Regions from separate parts of the Mus musculus genome. Here region 1 is linked to region 2. A link is a contact called in public HiChIP or PLAC-seq data. All regions are on one chromosome and are shown on one strand. The core of a region is the stretch at or near the end of the contact, and the rest is flanking DNA. Distances in the headings are between cores, read along the strand shown. Region 1 overlaps Scml4 (Scm polycomb group protein like 4). Region 2 has its middle 29 kb from the start of Gm5079.

What was found. HiChIP or PLAC-seq counts read pairs in DNA pulled down with a chosen protein or histone mark.
Region 1: a BATF HiChIP or PLAC-seq map of CD8 T cells shows a contact between it and region 2, with 6 read pairs. The contact joins two enhancer-like sites. A contact is called at or near these places in 1 of 484 Hi-C or Micro-C datasets (CD4 T cells), 3 of 115 datasets of contacts at active chromatin or transcription factors (CD8 T cells, effector CD8 T cells and embryonic stem cells) and 3 of 9 other capture datasets (adipose tissue, liver and pancreatic islet).

What each region holds. Positions count from the first base shown.
Region 1 is chr10:42,896,389-42,899,088 of GRCm38.p6, reverse strand. All of the region lies in intron 1 of Scml4 (Scm polycomb group protein like 4), which reads right to left. Among named protein-coding and RNA genes, the nearest start is that of Gm34006, 29 kb to the right of the region's middle. Within about 2 kb of position 1,253, at least 90 of the 459 cell types and tissues checked have an H3K27ac peak or open chromatin away from gene starts, as enhancers often do. A contact at or near this core is called in CD8 T cells and effector CD8 T cells, where this site is marked.
Region 2 is chr10:42,961,017-42,963,716 of GRCm38.p6, reverse strand. No RefSeq gene overlaps it. Among named protein-coding and RNA genes, the nearest start is that of Gm5079, 29 kb to the left of the region's middle. Within about 2 kb of position 1,401, at least 124 of the 459 cell types and tissues checked have an H3K27ac peak or open chromatin away from gene starts, as enhancers often do. A contact at or near this core is called in CD8 T cells and effector CD8 T cells, where this site is marked.

The DNA.
Region 1 (2,700 bases), core at 4-2,503, 64 kb after region 2:
TAACGTGATAACTGAGTTACAAGCCCGAGCTTATGGCCTAGGCTTTTATTCACATAGAATTAAGTTTCAGAGTTGTTATTACAGGAACTGGGGTGCAGGTGGGAAAGCCCATGGTTGCAGCTCTGTGTCCGGGTTTAATTGATTTGGACTTTTGAGACAGGGTCTTGCCATGTATCCCTGACTAACCTAGCATTTGCTATCTAGACCAGGATGGCTTTGAATTTGCTATGATCTTTCTGCCACTGTCTTCTGGGTGCTGGTATTACAGGTGTGCTCATCTGGCTCCAACTCCAGAGATTTGAACATCTCAGAGATCTAACAAACGTTCACCAAGTAATTGAATGAGTGGTCTGCTGGGCTGCCCCTCATCCAGGACTCTTCCACTGACCAGCACTGAGGACTCTGGCTCCAGACTGGCCATTCGTTTATTAGTGTTAGTAGTGACCCTGTGCTCAGGACTCCACCTGAGGGGTCTTCAATAATCATGGTCTTGGGCCAGCTACGTTTGACTTAATGTGTAAAAACACTCACAACACAATCCCGACAGCCTGAGTTACCTATACCCCCAGAACCTATAAAAAGATGGAAGGAGAGAACCAACTTCACAAAGTTGTTCTCTGACCTCCAAACACATCCTCATTGCATGCACACATACCCATGGCGTGCACACACACTCATGTACATATACATTCATGCACAATTTTTTAAAAAAGCCATTTCCAAACAAGAAAACTACCCCAGCAAGACATGTCACTACAAGTTTCCAAAGTAGGCCTGCCACAGTTTACCTGCTTCATCTCTGTTAGTTTCTACATGGTTCTGAGGCAAGCATCATTGCCCTCGGACTTAGAAGAGAGGCTCCGATGCCTAGATAGATACCATGAGTCCACCACCATCAGTGCTTACTGATGAGAGAGTTCAGATTAACCCCAGAGCTTGGTACACACACCCGGTCAGCCTTGGAGGGAACCTGTCAGAGTGGCAACATTGCAGGTGGGGCACAAGAAGGGATCCTGACTCCTCTGGCCACTTCTTCCATCTCTGAAAGCTGAAAGGGTGGAAGAAAACCCAATGATTCACAGGACGCCCCTGTGACTTAACGCCTGCGGTAGCTGGAGCTGATGCAGATACTGTGAGGGGTTGCTGAAGAGCAATTGCAGCAAGTGCCAGTAGAAGACACTTGTCTGCCAGGGGACTCTAGGCTCACTGCATCTCTGAACCTGTGTTCTGTAGGGCAGGGCAGGGAACCGCACTTTCCAGGACAGCTGTGGGAGTTCTTGTTTTCAGCCAGCCACCACTTCCTGTTTTGTTCTCTGTTTATACTTTATGTTTAATTTAGAGAAAGTGCTTGTGGTTTGGTTGCTTTGGGTTGTTTCCCGTTCAAGATCTACAAAGAAAGCTTTCTTTTCAAGGTGAGAGAGGGGAGAGAGAGAGAGAGAGAGAGAGAGAGAGAGAGAGAGAGAGAGAGAGAGAGAGAACAGAGCAAGTTTCTTTTCAAATACTTTCCTAGGAAGAATAGTAAAGATTTCCCTGATAAAATGACAAAATTCAAATAGTACCAGTCATAACTCTCCAAATCTGGGATATATTCAACAGTCTCCAGAGTATGTGGCTATCTCAAGGACAGTGCTAGCTAACGTTGGTTGCCAACTTGACACACCCGGGAAGAGGGAACCTCATAACCTCATTCATTACGATGGAATTGCTTCCAACAGATTGGCCTGTGGCCATGTCTCTGGACCATTTTCTTGATTCCATCCCTGGGCAGATGGCCCTGGGTTGTATCAGAGAACAGGCTTAGCAAGCTAGGAGAAGCAAGCCAGTAAGCAACATTCCCTCCATGGCCTCTGGTTCAGTTCCTGCCTCTAGGTTCCTACCTGAGTTCCTGCCCTGACTCCTCTCAGTGATGGAGTACGATATAGAAGTGTAACCAAATAACCACTTTCCTCTCTAAGTTGCATCTGGTCCTGGTGTTTATCACAGCAATAGGAGAGCCAGCTAGGATAAGGACAAATCTCTCTGAAATAACCACCTTCACAATGCCCACATTTCACAGAATTTTGGGCACACTACTGTTTACTCTAAAGTCCAGATGTGTAACTCGGATGTCTTCACAAGACAGTCTTTGAAGAATACCGAGGTATCTCAGGCACTTCTTTAGAACTATAGAATGAGATGTAGCAACTCAGTGTTTGCTCTGGAAGACCTACCACCTCCAGCCAGCATGAGCTGCATATAGCAGTCAGGGGTAAACAGCAAGAACAGTGTGGGATCTCAACCAGTACTGCTGCCTCCCCAGCAATCAGGAAAGCCAACATTCGTAGCCAACATTGTGTAGACAACAGCAACATTAGCAGCAAAGGCAACAGCAACATTAGCAGCAAAGGCAACAGCAAGTGCACAGTTATTTTGAAGTTGACTTTGATTCTCTGTGCTTGGTAGTTGGATTTATCTTCCCCAGTAGTTAGAAACATGCAACAATCACAGGCGCTGCCTTTGATAGGTGGTAAGTAGAGTGACAAAGAGGCTAGTGAGCATTGTCCTGAGCTGGCAATCAAATACATCAGGATTTGTCAGGTCTGTGCTACCAGTATACCACTAGGATCCCAAGGGAGCCCGGCATGATAAGTAGGTCCCATGAGATATGAATTACTGCTCTTCCCCCACCCCCCAACACAACGTTCTTTTCTTTTTGTAAAG
Region 2 (2,700 bases), core at 152-2,651:
AGTTCCCACCCTGACTTCCCTTGGTGATGAACTGTGATGTGGCAGATGAAAAGCAAAACCAATCCAAATGCTTATCTTCCCCAAGTTGCTTGCCTTTGTTAGGGTTTCACTGCTGTGAAAAGACACCGTGACCAAGGCTACTCTTATAAAAGAAAACATTTAATTGGGGTTTGGCTTACAGTTTAAGAAGTTCAATCCATTATCATCATGGCAGGAAACATGGCAGTGTGCAGGCAGACATGGTGCTGGAGGAGCCGAGAGTTCTATGTCTAGATCTGAAGGCAGCCAGGAGAGGACTATCTTTTATAGGCTAGGAGGGGGGGGGGTCTGTCTTTTCCTAACTGGGTAGAACTTGGGCATAGGACCACAAAACCCACCCCTACTCTTCCTCCAACAAAGCCACACCCACTCAAACAAGGCCACACCTCCTAATGGTGTCACGTCCAATAGGCCAAGCATATTCAACCCATAACATTGCTCTTCCATGGTGTTTATTGTAGCAATGGAAACCTAACTGCAGCCTCTGGGCACAACTCTTATATGTGTCTACTCTTCTACCACAAAGACAGGGAGCCGAGTGTTGAGATCAACTAGCCAATGTCTGTTTGTGGTGTAGATTTGGCTACTGCATGGATAAACTCTATTAAACAGACAAAAATTTCAGAATTTACTTCACCTTGAATATTTGTATCTGATTCACGGACATCTGTGACTCCCTGAGAAGTAAACTTTTTCACAACCAGAGTTGTGCAACAGAGAGATAAGCCAGCTGCTCAGGGAGGGAACTCCCTATGATGGGAAGAAGCCAAGCAGAGAGCTTCGCTAGACTGTAGGGAAGGCGGTCCAACCCTGGGTGGGGAGGCAGAGACATCACACGATTTTAGGCTGCTTCCTTTTGTGGTGAAAGTAGCCTTTGATAGTTCACGGCTGCAGGAAAATGACGCCATGTCTCATTTCATGGTTTGAAGAAGCATGTTGTTGGTTCGTTCCCGTGCCGGACCCACTGGTAGACTACTTTTCTGCCTCAGCGCCGTGGCGCGGGCCATGTGGTCAAGTAGGTGACAGAGCAAGCCTGAGTGGTTCATGGATATGTTTAGAGAGAAAGATGCTGCTGTCCCCACACTATCAAGAATCGCCATTCTGTCACTGCCAAGCCAGTTCTCCGCCCTCTTCTTCTTTGTCATCTTCCTGTTCTGCCATCCTGTGTCACAGTATCAACTCCTGGTCCCAATGGCAGCTGGCCTGGGAAACGGTGTCTTGGTAAGTGTGCCAAGAAGCCCAAGGTCTCAGGTAGGAAGTCTAGCAGGTTGGCCAGGGGCACAGCTTAGGGAAATGTACAGCTGGCTGCGTAGCACAGCGTCTCCAGACCAGTGTGTGCTCGTAAGTGCAGCACTTGGTGCAGTCTTGTGTGCTGACTGTACTGTAGCCACAGAGGAAGTTACCACAGGAAGTGTCCCAGCTGTTGCTTATTAGCATTAAAACAAAATTACACAAAGCAAATTGTTAGCAGACATGTTGCCCTAATCTTTAACTGGTGGCAGTAAATAAGAGTGATCCTCTTTCAAGTAAATACTAGATTTCCAAAAACCCAGCTTCCAATTGTCCGTGAAGGAATCCTGTGGGATGAGGCTAACTAAGCCTTGGAGGGAGAGACACAAAGGGGCTGCGGCTCCAGCATCCCTAGCTCTGCAGAGCCCAGAGTGGGCTCCCGGGCAGCTGGTGCTAACTTGGCAATATGGAAGGACGCAGGACCGTTGGTGCCTCTGGACATCTGGACATCTGCTGGATTCCCCCAGGGGCTCCCAGTCTGGACCTCTCATGGAACAGAGCAAAATCATGTGGCAACACACAAGCAGAGCAGGGACTCAGCTCTGAGTGTGTTTATGTAAAAAACAAAAGCAAAAAACCAAAACATGTCTTTATCCATGATCTAAACAGTTCGAGCCTGCCTCCACTGGGGAAAGTGGGGTAGGTTATCTTTTGAGTGCATATCCCGTTACTTATGCACTGGGATAGCTCTCCAGGTATCCTCTCTCTAGAATAGTTCTCAGGGAGAGATCAGAAGGTCCTTCAAGACTTTCTAATGATGACTGTGTTCAACAGAACATTGGGTGTTTCTAGTTTTCTTCAGAGATTCAACAAACCCTTCTAAAAGAATATACATTTAATTTTAAACCCATTTTAATTTAAAGAATTATTCTGTGGCATCATCAGGTTCTGGCTGTCATGGGCAGGGGCGGTGGGCACAAACGGTATTGTACGGTTTTCCTAAGAAGTGTATAATTTTGTTCATCTGGTTTGATTCTCAAACCCTCAGCCCAGCATCTCTTCCCAAGTTATCAATTCTGAGCACAGGTTTTGCTGAGGCGTTCTCTCTGCTCTTTTATTTCTGAAAGGGGAAAAAATTGGCAATCCTGTGGAAGAGAAATAACAGGCCCATGTCCTCCCTGGCAGACATAAGTGAAACGCTTAGGCAGTTGTTCCTGGCCGAGGCCTCTCCAGTAAGGCCTTTCCTGCGGCATCCAGGTCCTCAGGTCCTGACATTTCCACTCAGCTGATTCAGAGGAACAAGTCTAGGCACCAGGACTGTTCTGGTCATCTAGCTGTGCACAGAACAGGCCCTGCTACAATAAGAGGAAATGCCTACACGTAACAGACCATGCCGCACCAGACCATGCCGCGCCTCTGCACTACAAAGCT